Linked DNA regions of Mus musculus: regions 1, 2, 3 and 4 are each linked to region 5. Evidence: chromatin contacts called from public HiChIP or PLAC-seq and promoter capture Hi-C data. All regions are on one chromosome and are shown on one strand. Each heading gives the region's core, a stretch centred on a gene start, on an enhancer-like site or on the middle of the called end of the contact. The rest is flanking DNA. Distances are from core to core; before and after follow the strand shown. Region 1 holds the start of Pde1b (phosphodiesterase 1B, Ca2+-calmodulin dependent). Region 2 holds the start of D930007P13Rik (Riken cDNA D930007P13 gene). Region 3 holds the start of Ppp1r1a (protein phosphatase 1, regulatory inhibitor subunit 1A). Region 4 holds the start of Smug1 (single-strand selective monofunctional uracil DNA glycosylase). Region 5 holds the start of Itga5 (integrin alpha 5 (fibronectin receptor alpha)).

Region 1 (2,700 bases), core at 127-2,626, 140 kb before region 5:
CAGGCCTCTCCATGTACTCTAGTCCCACAATAAGGAATGAAGCTTACATGTGCTTGGAGATCCTGAGAGATCCTATATAAATAAAAAGGCTTTGATTAAGCCAATCATGTTGTTCCTATCAATCAATCAGTCTTCTTCACTATCAATCACCCGGTCCTCTAGCGCCCAGGTGACGGTTCCACCCACTCCTCCAGACCATTAAATATGCAATTTCCAGACACCAAAGCAGATGATCTTCTTAAGTGCAGGGCACCCTCATCCTGTTCCCTGTGGGATGCAGGGGGAAGAACGACCAATCCCAAAGAAGATATATAGAACCCACAGGTTGGCACAAATATCTCTCTGTGCACTAGATCCGCCGCATCGGTGTGCAAGTGCTCTTCACACCTCTGTGACCCATGAACACTCGTGCACACTGCATGTGATGGGTCTCACATCTGCACAACCCTGCACATGGATATGTGTGAGTCAGCCTGGCACCTCCTGAACGCTGCCTGTCTGCAGCCCTGTCACACCGCACATACAGTGCGCTGCCTCTTTGCGCTGCTGCGTGTCAGCCTGTCACCCAAAGGGCCGCAAACACAAGCACAAGCTTTGCAACTCCTAAACCTGCTCTAACCAACAGGCTCGTTCTGCCAAGGACCCATACATGTGACCTGGACAAGGATGTCAGGGCCATGTTTCCTCGCACCTGCCAACATGTGTGACCAAGAGAATCTACCTGCCTGGTTCCAATTGCAGCACCACATACACGCAGAAAGAGAGTTCAACACGCGCACACACACACACACACCGCCCCCCCCGCCCCCCCCCGCCAGAGACTCACAGAGACCGTAGCTTAATCCACATTTTCTTGCTGGGGGCTGACTTCAGCTCCAGGGGTGACGGGCAATCCGACTCCAGCATCTCTGGAGGACTGCGGGGGGACAGCTCCATGCTCAGCCACTGTCTAGAGAACAGAAGGAGGAGACAGCCCCTCTGCTCAGCTTCGGACCCTTACCGAGAGATCCTCGCCCCTCATCCTAGACCCTTCCCACCTGCGGCTGGCGTGGACCAGCCAGGCCGGTGTGTTTCTGCTCGGCCCAAGCTAGCAGGGCTGCAGTTCCTGCGGCTGCTTCTCTCACGCTACCCGGCTGAGCTCTGGGCTCCAGCTTCCAGCTCTCCGCGCCGCTGCCGCCGCCACCGCCGCCGCCGCTACCTCCGCCACCGCCGCCGTGCGCTGCCACAGCCGCCTCCTCGCCTCCCTCCTCCTCCCCCGGCCAGGGCCCCCTCCCTTCGCTCCCCTCCCTGCTCCTCGACCCGCCCGCCCGCCGGTCTACCGCGCAGTGTAGCCACTCCTCCCCCTCGCCTAGGAGCGCAAGAGAGCCTAGGGGTGCACACACTCAGAAGCGCCCAAGGGCGAGCGCGCTCACAGGCGCCCAGTACGAGTGGCTGCTGCGTGTGCCCTTGCGCGCGGGGGGGCGGGGAGAGGGGTAGTGCGTGTTGACAGCGCGCGCGGGCGGCCCGCAGGACTTCGTGTGGATGGTGGGGTGGTTCCCTCTGGGTGTGTTCAGAGTTTCTGTGAATGCGCGCATGTGGTCCCAAGATTCCACGCGTGGCTGGTTGCCCGCGTATCCTCGGTGGTCCTTCTTTCTCCCTGTAATACCAGGCCGTGGGTGGAGTGAAGCCACAATCCTCAGAACCTAGCCAGGCCAACCCCCACACGCCGCGGTCCTGTCTTTGAAAGGAAAAGTTCTGGTGGCTCGGAGCAATGCTGGCATCCCACAGCTGGCCTCAGCTCCCACAACCGGGTCTTCCGGACCTGCCTCCTTCGCCCGCCCAGAGGGAATTTCTATGTATTTTAAAGCTCTGCAGATCAAGCAGCCCCCATGCCTTCCTTAACTACCCAGTAACTGCACACAGACAGGAAAGCAAGCCTGATAGCTAGCCTGGCCTGCAGGCCTGCAGCCGTTCCAACTGACTTCATTTTATTCTGCCTTCAAAGGAAAAAAAAAAAAAAGTAAGAGCTAAAGGCCCAGTGTAGAACAGCCTCTCTGCTGAATAAATATTTTGTGACACAAGAAAGTAGAATTTGAACTCAAGACTGTGTGACAGGGCAAAACCTCTTCCATCCTACCGTGTCCCACCATGGGACCCAGTTCTGTCTCTCTGTTCTCTGAATGAACACCTACTTTGGCACCGTAGAAACTCTCATGCAATCTGCAAATAGAAATGGATTCACTGACTGCTGGTTTTCTAACAAGCCACTAATCCAGGGTTCCAGAATGTGACTTTTCATTTCAAGAACTCTGGGGTTTGGGAGGAGGGGTGACCGGGAGGAGACATATATTCTAAACTATGGAGTGGAGGCTCCTCTTTTCTCAGGTGAAGGAAGAGAAAGGATCAGAGGGGAAGTGCTAGACTCCCACTGTGAAAAAAACTGCCAGGAGAAGCAGCCACTGGGAAGCACAGAGATAGAAAGCTACAGCAGAGTTGGAGATAGAGCCAAAAGTGACAAGAATCTTGGGACCTCACCTTCTGTCAATCTAACTTCAACAAACATCACTGTTCCCTCCTCTCCAGAGAAGCAATCACAGACTAGAGACCTCAGCATCTGAGACTCTATCACTCTTGCACAATGTAGTTTACAGAATTTGTGAGCCAGCTCCTTTATCACCTGAAGAAGGGATTTGCTGGAAACTACACAAGAATTAATTATGA
Region 2 (2,700 bases), core at 104-2,603, 220 kb after region 5:
TCTCAGATACAATGCAAGCAGGTCAGCTGCAATAGAATCTCCCCCACCCCCACCCCCCCGTACATTTTGCCTGTTCTTCTGTCCCCACAGCCCCGCTCAGATCCTCAAGTCTCCGGGCCCTGCTCGCAGAAGGGATGGCGGAGAGCCCAGAATGGTCCTCTGCGGGGACCTGTGCCAAGCCAGGTTGCCATTTCCATTTTCATTAATTGAAGTGGCGTAATCCTGATCATCTCAGGTCAACAGTTAACTGTTGCTGGCTGGGAGCCTGTGGAGAACTGCCTATGCAGGACGTGCTCTCCTCCCTAACCTTAACCCTTGACCCTAACCTCCACGGTGCTGACTTCTTAGCTAGCTCCCCACCTCACACACATGGCCAACCTCACCTCTTGGGATTCCAGTTTCTATCCTCTCAGGAAGGCCCTCCTGGTGTCTATCTGCTATCCCGCTTGTTGTAATTGGGACTCAATTTTCTTTCTTTGTTCGGTTTAAAAAACATCCTTACAAATGCAGTTGCCTCTTGAAGCTTCCTGTGCTGTGGTTTGGGAGGACAGTATGTCGCTGAACAAAAGGTTTTGTTTTCCAACCCTGAATAGGCAAAGCAAATAGGTGGTGGTCTGGCTGAGTGTAAGAGTGAACACAGGCTTCCCTTCTTACTCAGCTTTGGGGAGGGTCTCTGCCTTACCCTATGAGGGTCATGCTTTGGCATCCTTTCTGCCCATGCTTGGCAGTGTCGCTTTGTGAGTGTCATTACCCCGGGAGAGGTCAGGTGATGTTTTGTCTTGCAGCATGAGTGTGTTAATACACATTTGTGTACTTCTGTGGTTCTAGGGACCATATTTGTTTGCCATTCTTAATCTTCCAGATGGACACTGGTATAAGTGAGTGTAGCCAATTTTTGCTGCTGCTATGTCTTTGTGCGTCTTCAGGATGTGTGTGTGTGTGTTCGTGCGTAGCCTCTTAGTTTTCAGTCTTCATAGGCTGATGTCTTTCTGAGTGTCCTCTGGCCGGGTTCAGAAGGGAGGGAGAGAAGCGTCGGAGGCAAAGGATTGGGCAGGAGGGGGTGCGTGGCAATCTGTGACTCGGAAAACAGACGTGCAGCGCGTGCGGGGCGGAGGCGGGGGCACTCTGGCCCCCAGCTCCTCCGCAATCCAATTAAATAACATTTAAATGCATAACCAGCCCGCGCGCCGATGAGGCTGGAGATTGGAGCGGGCGCGGCGGCGGGCTGCGCGGGCGGCGTTTTGTGGAGCTCAGCGATTCTGGCGGCAATTTCCCCGCGCCGCGCGGCTTTTACGAGCCCGCTCCCGGCGCCCGCCCGCTCCGCTGAGCCCGCCGCCTCCGCCCGCCTCAGTCTGCCTCCGCCCGCGCAGCCCGGCAGCGTGTGGTCCTGCTGCCCGCGCCGCCCCGCCTGTTCCTCTTCGGAGCTGTCCTGGGCTCCTTACTTCCAAAGCCTACCTACCTTAATCCTTTGGACAGAGCGCCCAGCCCTCAGTGCATTGCTGCTTTTCACCTGCTGGCTGCATCCACCTCTGACCTGGACCCCTTTTGGCCTGTGCAATTCCGCTCTATCTCTGGGTCACTGGCTCTGCACAGCTTGTGTTTCTCTCTGCCTCAGTTTACTCTCTTAGGCCTCCTGTGCCCTTTACCTTGAGCCCTTCCCTTTCCTCTTCAAGCCTACATCCTAGCACCAGAGTAAGAGGCTTGAAGGAGAGGCAGAAGGTGGTGGTAACAAGTGCATGGTTGGAAGAGGTGGCTTCTTCTCTGTATCCTTTCAGCATAGAAAGGACCGGCCTGTTCATTCAGGACCATCAGACGGCTCCTGTCCAGAAGTCCTGAGATTGATAGATGTGGGTCCATCAGCCCTGAGGTTAGTATGAAAGGGGCCACTTGCTGAAGAACCAAGAGCAGCCCCACCCCGAGATCCCTGATCTTCTGAAGACAGAATCCCAGGAAGACAGAAAGCAAGACAAGCCATTTCATGTCTTGTGTGGTACCCGACTCCCCTGTTTCATCTTCCCGTTCCCTCCCTTGCATATCTGTGTTCTGCCCCCCAACATATGGAACCTGGCATTTACCATATGCTGACGACCCAGGCAGATTTAGGGAAGATCTTTCCTGGCAGACAAACAGCAAGGGGAAACCCTCCTGCGAGCAGTCTGGCATGCTGGAGGAATGGCATTGAGGCCGGTATGGCTGGAGCAGGGAAAATAAGGAAGGGAATGAGCTGTGGCTTCTAAGAGGTCACAGAAAGCTAATCACGATCATGTGGGGACTAATGAGTCACAGCTAAACTTGCACTTCCACTCTGAATGGACAGGGAGCCATTGGAGAGTCAGGGCCTGAGAGTGATATGCATACTCCCCTTGACTACTCAATGCTGTCATGTTGAGAATGCAGTGGGAAACAAGGACGTCCAAGAGTGCACTGTAGCAGCAAGGAGAGAGTGGGGCCTGGATGAATGTTGCAGAGTCAGCTCGGGGTGGGGGTGGGGGGTGGTTGCGGTGAGTCAGATGGGAACCGTGGAAGCAGCATCATCAAGGAAAAACTAAGAGGTTTTTGTGTTGTTTTGTTTCCTACCAGTGACCAGAACATGGAACTTGTCATTACCTGGTATCATGGAATACCAAGGAGCTGGCATCAGGAGACATGCTTTGGACACATTTAGTGTGAGATGCCTGCTAAAGATCCAAGTAGAGGAGG
Region 3 (2,700 bases), core at 2-2,501, 170 kb before region 5:
CTATTTTTGGAGGGAAGAGGGGAAGGGGCCATGGAAAACACACCAGAGAACTCCAGACTGAGGTTTAAAGCTGCCCCCTAGAGTGGGGGATGACCAAGGCCCCATTCCCCTGGAGCCAAGCTTAAACCTAGATAGACCCTGCCCTCTGTTCAGTTTAAGACTACAAAGAAACTGATCTCCCCGTACTTCCATACCCCCCCTTCAGCACTATAGGCCTTCTCCTTCTCTATCTCAGTTCCACTGTGCCTCCTGAATACATTAGGAACCCTTCCACCTCTCCAGCACCCACCTCTCTCTGTCTAGTGACCCTAACCCTAGTACAGAGCACTTCAGTTCCTATGAATATCCTGTCGCCTTCACTGGTTAGTACCGAGTGGCATGTTGATCCCATACCAACCCAGTAAGTTCTTCTAGTAGTCTAACTTCCATGCCAATAGTCACGACAGAGCAGGGCAGAGCATTTTCATTGTCCTGCCAACAGTGAAAGTGGACACCAGCCATCTGTAAACAGGCCACCCCGGTGGGGTGTCCTCCACTCCCCATCCCCATCCCTGTAATCCCCTTAAAGGCCTTTCACCTACTTTGCAGCTCACAATGTAGCAAGCAGAAAGTGAAATCTATTTCACAAGCAGGATTGGCTTTCACCTCCATGGCTTCTTCTTTACCCTAAATGGCCCTCTCCCCAAGCCCTTGGTCCACTCACACTCCAAAGAGTCTTACTCTGCCGACTCTCTGAGAGCTTCCCCTCTTCTCTCTCTTGTCCAGGAGTGTTCCCTGAACAGTAGCCAAAGCTCGCACCTGCCCTCAAAGTTTTCACATCCACTCTAGTAATTGGCCTCAAGGGGAAGTTCCCTCCCAGTCTAACTTTAATCCCTCCTGCTGTGTACCTAAATCTCCTTTCAATCTTTTCTCTTTGTGAAATCTCCTTTAGATCATAAACATAATCTACCTCTGGAGCTGTGTCCTTTCTTTTTTCCAGACCATGAAACCTGCACCAGCTTGAAGAAGTTCTTGATAAAACCTTTCCACACCCACCCCCTGCCCAGAATTCTAAAATACCTGGATGCCGGCCCGCGGGTGGTCTAGGACAGCGACCAACCGGGGTCTGGATCCTTAGCTTGAGGGGCGGCGACCTGCACAGCCGCCAGCACAGCCACGACGGGGTTAAGGCTCGGGACTGGGGGAGGAGGGGGCCGGGAGGGACGGTGACGAGCCAATCCGCAACAACACAGTCCCCAAGCGGAGCGGGGCGCGCCGAGCCAGGAGCTGCAAGCCGAGCGCCGGGCTGGGGCCAGGGCCGGAGCGCAACAGAGAGGGAGCGCGCCCGCCCCAGCCCGAGGTCCGCCGCTGCCTGACCGGGAGCCATGGAGCCCGACAACAGCCCACGGAAGATCCAGTTTACGGTCCCGCTGCTGGAGCCTCACCTGGACCCGGAGGCGGCGGAGCAGGTACAGGCAGGGCGGGGCAGCAGGACTCGGCGAAGGACTGGGGACCTGGCCGTGAGACTTGAATCCCTGCCTTGCCCCAGCGCGGCACCACACCTCTTCAGGAACGCACTCGCCCAGTTTATGGGGGTCTCCATACCCTCCCCCAACAGCGAGGCCACACCTCGGTCACCAGTATGGGTCCCTGTGGCGGGTGTCTCCAAGAGCATCGTTCACTCCCAGCCCAGCCATAGGGACACGACCCCTCCTCCCTCACTGGCGACCTTACAGCCCCTCACACCCAGTCAACCCCCAGAGTTTCCCGGCTAAGTGGCATTGGTAAGCTGAAGGGTACTGCCGGGAGGATGTTGCGGGCGGGGGGCGGCGAGTGAGCAGAAGAGACAGCTCTCCTCCCCTCCGTGTCATCTGGAGGCTGAGTGTGGCACCCAAAGGGATGAGAACAGCTATGGAGGAGTTTTAGAGCAAGGACGGGGGAGGGTGGAGGGGTCTGCAAGCTGATGTTCCCTTCTGCAAGTCAGAGCACGTGGGACCTGGGTATAACTCTGCCCTATGGAGTAGGGAGTGGGGGTGAGATGCGGGGCGCAGCGCGGCGATCTGGAGCGTCTGGGCCTGGGGTCCAAGCTTAGCCACGAGCAAGCCACCAAGAAAGCTTGGCTCATCGGGTGGGAGTGCAGGGCCCTGGCCCAGCCTCCTGGCCTGGCCTATTTTTAGCTCTGAGCAGCCTGGCAGAGGCGGCAGTGTGTGAGTGAGCAGTGTGTGTCAGCGTCAGTGAGCGTATGGAAGGGGCTACTATCTGCAGCCTGCCTTCTTTTGCATTCCCTGGATTGTGAAGACCATCCCTCCCCAAGAGCATCCAGCTCCCCAGGACTCCTGCCCCCAGCCACTCACTGTCAAGCTCTCCACCTGAAAGAATCAGACCTCTGGGGATGAGCAGGAGAAAAAGGTTTCCACATTGCTAGAGCCGATTCATAGAATTGGGTGTGGATGAAAAGGGACCCAGCAGGTGTACACTTTGAAACTTCTACTTCTCAGATCCAGGGAGGAGCAGGTACCCAGCTTCTCCTCTCCCTACCTGGGGACCAAGGGGCTGGAGAGGGAGTTTGAGACCTCACACACATGAGATGAGGAGAATGAAGACTGTTTCTATGGACTATGCCTATGCCCAGAAACAGCAGATTGGCTCAGACGACTTTTGAAACAGGAAAGCAGGCCCAGAAGTGGAGACTGTGGGAGCCAGAGGTTCTGAGATCTGCCT
Region 4 (2,700 bases), core at 5-2,504, 200 kb after region 5:
AGGTGAGTGATTCCTCACCTTGATGCTGGATGGTCACTACTCACAACAGCTGCACCCACTGCTTTTATCTGGATGCTAGAGCAGTCTTGGGAAAGGCATTGTGTTCTGGGTTCCCTGGTCTTCTTCCCTAGCACCCATTGGGGACTTTGCTTTGGTGATGAGAGCCCTGGCTTCCCCCGGCATGAGTATTGGGGAAGGCAAGGGACCCAGAAGATATCTACCCATGGAAGATTCCAGTTGAGTGAAAAGTCACAGTGAAATGTCCAGTTAGATAGGAACAAAGCAGGGTGTGAATGGCTTTGGAAGTCAGTGCTGAGGGGCTAGTTAGGTGCAATTAGGGATTAAAGTTTGTTGGAGAAGGCTTCCTGGGAAGACTATTGTAGGAGAGTCTGGAAAGATGGGATGTGTTATTTATATATGTCTACTTATGAGGGCCAGGAGACATAAGAGTTGGTAAATAAACAAAAATCTGAGTCAGGACGATCTTCCTTACTAACCTGGGTGGGCACCACCAACCTGTTCAGAGTCCAGTGCAACCAATGACTAAGGAAGGGCTCTTAACACAAAGGGCTTCCCTGGTTCTCCAGCTTACAGGCAGCAGGTCCCATAGGGCTGTGAGCGTATTTCCACAATACATCTCCTCACATTGATAAAAGGATGGTTTTGATTTTGCTTCTTGGAGAAACCCAATTCAGGATACAGGCTGGCAGATGTCAAGGCAAGAGAGAAACAGATTAAAATGGCGAGGCTGTGGATTTAGATGCTAATGCTAACAGGGATGTTCACTGTCAAAGAGGTAGGTGCTGAGAGAAATGCCTTCGTGGATATTTGTTTGGTTGTTTTGTTTTGTCGAGTCAGGGTTTCTGTGTAGCCCTGGCTGTCCTGGAACTCACTCTGTAGATCCGCCACAACCACACGGTTGCCTCTTTGGATGTTATGTAAACAGTTAATGGCCCTTGGAGGGCTGCAAAGATGATGCCTTATACCTCGGGGCAGCAAGAGGGAAAGGTCTCTGGTGGATGAGGTATTGGGGATGGCTGCAGAGTCCAGATGGTTGTGACGTCTTGATGTAAATCATATTATTAAACTACAATCCCCAGCGACCCGTGGAACTCTTTTAGCGAGTTTTCCGGGGATTTGGCATTTCCGGCGGAAGCAGACGTCGCTAGCCATTCTTCTTATTTAAATGCTGTCGACTACAACTCCCAGTGCCCTCCGCGCCAGGACGAAGAAAGGAAGCGGAAGCTGCATGGGGAGCTTGTGCAGGTGAGGGAGTAGGGGGCTGGATCTCTGGGAAGGGCGGTGGGGGCTCTCGGAGTTCCGGAGAGGTAGCCGCTCTGTGACTCCAAGGCCTACAAGGGGCCCCTGTGAGCCCTGCAGCGCTGTTTTGATTTAAATCCTGTGGATTTCTGTACCACCTACAAGGGACAGCGGCTAGCTAGTGGCTTGGATTCTTATTTTTGTTTTAGGTTTATTTATGTTATTTTTTATATATGGGTGTTTTGTCTGCACACCAGAAGAGGACATTGGATACTATAGGACTGCAGTTTGACTCTTGCAAGCCGCATTATGGGTGCTGGGAATTAAACTGAGAACCATTGAAAGAGCAGCCAGTACTTTTACTTAATGAGCCTCCATCGCACTGTGGCCTGGATGTATCTCAGGGTTGCCCTTTGTTTTTTAATGTAATTTGAAATGTGTGACATGTTTCTTAAGGCATTTTGCTTTTTGAGGGGAAAAAATGCACACACACACACACACACACACACAAAAGGCTCCTGATCTTCTCATCTTTCCGCCTCTACCTCCTGAGTGCTGAGCTGATAGATACGAGCTTCTATACCTGGTTTACAGTGCTGGGGATTGAACCCAAGGCTTCATTCATCTTTGGTATACACTCCACTGAGTTGCAGCATCAGGCATTGAGCTTATGGCTGTTGGTGACTTTAGGGAGGACTGTCAGACTTCCTGCTAGGAATTTTTTTTTTTTTTTTTTGATTTTTTGTCCAGGACAGCAAAGCTCAGATTATATCTGTCCTCTTAGCTCTTCATGGCTTATCCCAAACCTGTCTTATATCTTATTTTGGAGTTATCCCCCCAACATATGAGGGACTCAAATATTTAAGAAATAAACAATTGCTGGAGGTAGGTTGATGGTTCCTATAGAGAAGAGCCTTAAAGTGATTTGTGCAAGAGAACCTTCTTAGATGTCTTGGCTGGTAGGGCTCTTGCCACCAAACCTGATGACTTATATTCATTCCTCAGAGCCTTGACAGTAGAAGAGAACCAGCTCCCAAAAGTTATCTTTTGCCACATGAGTTGCTAAGGTGTGCTTGCTCTCCCTAGTAAATAAAAACAACTGTTAAGAGAAAGAACCGTTTAAGAGAGGAAACCAGGACTAGCATTCTAGTTAGCCTGTGACACTTGCTACCAGATGAACAGTGAAAATAAGCTCTCCTCACTTCTGTGCATGCCTATCCTTGCTGTCTTCAGCCCAGAGCAGACCCATCTTAGACCTGAGAGAGATCCCTGTGCTGTTTTTTCTAATATTGGTTCTACACAGGGACTTGCAAAGCAAAGGTCCCAGAAAACCCAGTTCGCCACACCGTCCTCAGCTTTCCAGAATGTTCTGGGAGCCTGTGTGGACAAACCAGATTTCTAGCCTGCTATGGTGACACATCCAGGTAATCCCAGCACTCG
Region 5 (2,700 bases), core at 33-2,532:
TCTTCACCTGGGTTCCCCCCCTGGCCAATCACACCAGAGGTTGACTTTGGGTACTGCTTGCCTCAGATCCTGACCCACAGATTCCTTATGTTTCCCACCTGACGAAGGGTCAGGACCTGCAGATGTGAAAGTGGAATGGAGCCAGGGTTAGGCTGTAGTCTGTTCAGCTGGCCTCTCTCTGGGGCTGCAATTGGCCCTGGAGATCTGCTTTTGAAGATCTAGCTGGGTGACTGAGGACAGAAAGCAGAGTAAGAGTAACAGATGAGAGGAAGCATGCAGCAGGAAAAAAAAAAAAATGACTCTGGGATTTTTATTCAGCATCCCCTCAGGCCACAACGGGTCAAAAGAGAAGGGCAAGAAGAGGGCAGGATTTTACTCTGTGGGCCTTATTCTGAAAGGGGAGAAGTCCTGGAGGAAAAAGGCTGAGAAGGGAGTAGAAAGCAAAGGGGATTAGGGGAGACTGTAGGCCTCTCTCCCCTCCCCCCAGACTAAGATAAAGACCAGAATCCTGAAAGGTGATCTCATCACACACAGCCTGAGCTAGGGGCTAACAAGGTACCTTCACTTACTACCACCCCTTCCTCTACTTACACAAATAATGCAAGTGTCTTGGGTTTCAGATGGCCAACAGAAGCTGAAAGTTGGTTCCCTTTGAAGACTCCCCACCACCACCATCACAACTGCTACCCATCACTTATCTTTCTGGGGCTTATCCAGGAAATCAGGCAATCTGATGAAGGAACTGAATTGAGAGGTTGGCCACTTGGTCAGGTATCAAATCCAAGAAAGGGCCAGAACAGAGACTTCCAAACCCAACGTTAGCAAATAAAGCCCAATGCTCCTGTGTCAGAGACCCCAAAAGTCCTATGCTTTCCACTCTATCAGCTTGGGGAGGGGCAGCCGCGGAATTCCCGAGGCCAACGAAGCTACCCCAGGAGGCTGTCTGGGGAGCGTTCAGTGACTGGGCTGCAGAGTCCCAATCTAGCTGGCCAGAACCCAGGCACCCAGTGGCCCCGGAAGGCAAGGGGAATCCCTGTTGGCCGGACGCCAGAGGAGTCCCCTGTCTCTCGACCCCAAAGTTTTTTTCCTGAAGAAATGAGGGAGACACACACACACAATATTCAGGCTCCCTCCGCCCCCCAGAGGTGATTCCTTTCCTCATTAGGAAATTTTCTGCTCCCTTTTCCGACTACTTTTCCGAGCGTTTACGTTGTACATCTGGAAAGGAGGGGGAGGGAGGAGGGGGAAGCGGAGAGGAGGGCGAAGAACCCAAGCCCGCCCAGTCTGAGCCAGGCCAGACCACCGGCCTCCAGCTGGGGCCGGAGCCAGGGTTCAGAGGTGCGGCCCCCCACGCCCCTTCGGGTGCGGGGCGCGGCCTCGGCGTCCCCGGGACCCAGGAATGCCCCCCCGCCAGCCGGCCCGGCGGCCGGGGGGAGGGCCCAGCCGGGAGTTTGGCAAACTCCTCCCCGCGTTGAGTCATTCGCCTCTGGGAGGTTTAGGAAGCGGCTCCGGGTCGGTGGCCCCAGGACAGGGAAGAGCGGGCACTATGGGGAGCTGGACGCCACGGTCGCCTCGATCTCCTCTCCACGCGGTGCTGCTGCGCTGGGGGCCCCGACGCCTACCGCCGCTGCTGCCTCTGCTGCTGCTACTGTGGCCGCCACCACTCCAGGTTGGGGGCTTCAACCTAGACGCGGAGGCCCCGGCGGTGCTCTCCGGGCCCCCCGGCTCCCTTTTTGGCTTCTCCGTGGAGTTTTACCGGCCGGGAAGGGACGGGTGAGTGGCGAGGTTGGCGGCGGGAAGCGGGCAGGGGGCCACCTGGAAACTGGGGGCGCGCCGAGGACTGGAAGCGACCAGGACTTGAGTTGGAGGGCGGAGTTTGGAAAGACCAAGACTTGAGTTGGGGGCCCAAGCTAGAATTGGGGGCCCGCGCTGCAGCAGGGAGGGACCGTGGCCGACGTGGAGTGTGAGATCGGTGTCGAAACTTGTGTGGCATGAGGAGAGGACCCGAATCTAGAAGCTGGAGAAGTACAGGCAGGGTCTAAGGGCCAACCGGGAGGAGAGGGCGCAGAAAGCTTAGGGTCTCTGGCGATCTGTGGGCTGCGGGAGACCTGTGGCGGGTGGGAGTCGAGGGGGGTGCGGAGGCCGGGCAGGGCCTTAGGAGGCAGTGGAAGAACCTCGAGATCCTCGGTGGGGCTATTGAGAGGGTTGGAGCTGGGTAAGCGTGTGCCGTAAGAGGAAAGACAGACTGAGAGGGTCGGAAGGTTATGTGGGGGCCAGTCTCATCCTCCCCTCCCCCATCAACTCAGACTCGGGAAAGACCCGGGAGGAAGACGAAGGCTCCCTCCCCTTTCTCCTCATTCTCCTGAATTGCCTCCCACCCCCAGTCTCTTCAGGCGAAGAGATCCAAGAACTTGGGGAGAATCCCAGAACCCTGGCACTGGGGGTACTAGGGCTAGTGGCCGGATCAATCCAGGGCGGTGCACGGATGTGTCGGGAGGGGTGTGAGTGCGCGCGCCTGAAGGGGGGTGGGCGGTTTCCCTCTTGCTCTAGCTCTTGGGAGGAAGAGAAAAGCTGATTTCCTGTAGCTTGTCGGCTGTAGTAGAACTCAGACTTCTGGGACTAGGGTCGGAAGCTGAGAAAGATATAGGCTCTCTGGGCCCAAGAGCATCAGAACGAAGGTTCCTGAAAATCTCTATGGAG

The links. Promoter capture Hi-C pulls out the DNA fragments that hold promoters and counts their contacts. HiChIP or PLAC-seq counts read pairs in DNA pulled down with a chosen protein or histone mark. Capture Hi-C pulls out chosen DNA fragments and counts their contacts.
Region 1: an H3K27ac HiChIP or PLAC-seq map of extraembryonic endoderm stem cells shows a contact between it and region 5. The contact joins the promoter of Pde1b here to the promoter of Itga5 in region 5. A contact is called at or near these places in 5 of 39 promoter capture datasets (cranial neural crest, embryonic stem cells, frontonasal cranial neural crest and 1 more), 1 of 15 datasets of contacts at CTCF or cohesin (the NIH/3T3 cell line), 5 of 484 Hi-C or Micro-C datasets (bone marrow-derived macrophages, cerebral cortex, embryonic stem cells and 2 more), 9 of 115 datasets of contacts at active chromatin or transcription factors (bone marrow-derived dendritic cells, bone marrow-derived macrophages, embryonic stem cells and 5 more) and 4 of 9 other capture datasets (adipose tissue, liver, macrophages and 1 more).
Region 2: a contact with region 5 is called in a promoter capture Hi-C map of liver, with 3 times the contacts expected there. The contact joins the promoter of D930007P13Rik here to the promoter of Itga5 in region 5. A contact is called at or near these places in 4 of 39 promoter capture datasets (liver, neutrophils and pre-B cells) and 1 of 9 other capture datasets (liver).
Region 3: an H3K4me3 HiChIP or PLAC-seq map of embryonic stem cells shows a contact between it and region 5, with 25 read pairs. The contact joins the promoter of Ppp1r1a here to the promoter of Itga5 in region 5. A contact is called at or near these places in 3 of 39 promoter capture datasets (cranial neural crest, embryonic stem cells and frontonasal cranial neural crest), 10 of 484 Hi-C or Micro-C datasets (the HL-1 cell line, brown adipocytes, cerebellum and 3 more), 8 of 115 datasets of contacts at active chromatin or transcription factors (embryonic forebrain, embryonic stem cells, epiblast stem cells and 1 more) and 1 of 9 other capture datasets (pancreatic islet).
Region 4: a contact with region 5 is called in a promoter capture Hi-C map of liver. The contact joins the promoter of Smug1 here to the promoter of Itga5 in region 5. A contact is called at or near these places in 4 of 39 promoter capture datasets (embryonic stem cells, liver, neutrophils and 1 more), 1 of 484 Hi-C or Micro-C datasets (CD8 T cells) and 2 of 9 other capture datasets (adipose tissue and liver).

What each region holds. Positions count from the first base shown.
Region 1 is chr15:103,501,710-103,504,409 of GRCm38.p6, reverse strand. It overlaps Pde1b (phosphodiesterase 1B, Ca2+-calmodulin dependent), which reads right to left and starts at 1,376. Exons shown (of 16, transcript NM_008800.2): 1 at 1,038-1,376; 2 at 827-949. The coding sequence starts at 936. It also overlaps a transcript of Nckap1l not described here.
Region 2 is chr15:103,145,481-103,148,180 of GRCm38.p6, reverse strand. D930007P13Rik (Riken cDNA D930007P13 gene) reads left to right here and starts at 1,353. Exons shown (of 7, transcript NR_045743.1): 1 at 1,353-1,867; 2 at 2,581-2,666.
Region 3 is chr15:103,536,543-103,539,242 of GRCm38.p6, reverse strand. Ppp1r1a (protein phosphatase 1, regulatory inhibitor subunit 1A) reads left to right here and starts at 1,251. Exons shown (of 7, transcript NM_021391.3): 1 at 1,251-1,448. The coding sequence starts at 1,365.
Region 4 is chr15:103,161,838-103,164,537 of GRCm38.p6, reverse strand. It overlaps Smug1 (single-strand selective monofunctional uracil DNA glycosylase), which reads left to right and starts at 1,254. Exons shown (of 6, transcript NM_027885.3): 1 at 1,254-1,266; 2 at 2,564-2,700.
Region 5 is chr15:103,365,373-103,368,072 of GRCm38.p6, reverse strand. Itga5 (integrin alpha 5 (fibronectin receptor alpha)) reads left to right here and starts at 1,282. Exons shown (of 30, transcript NM_010577.4): 1 at 1,282-1,773. The coding sequence starts at 1,547.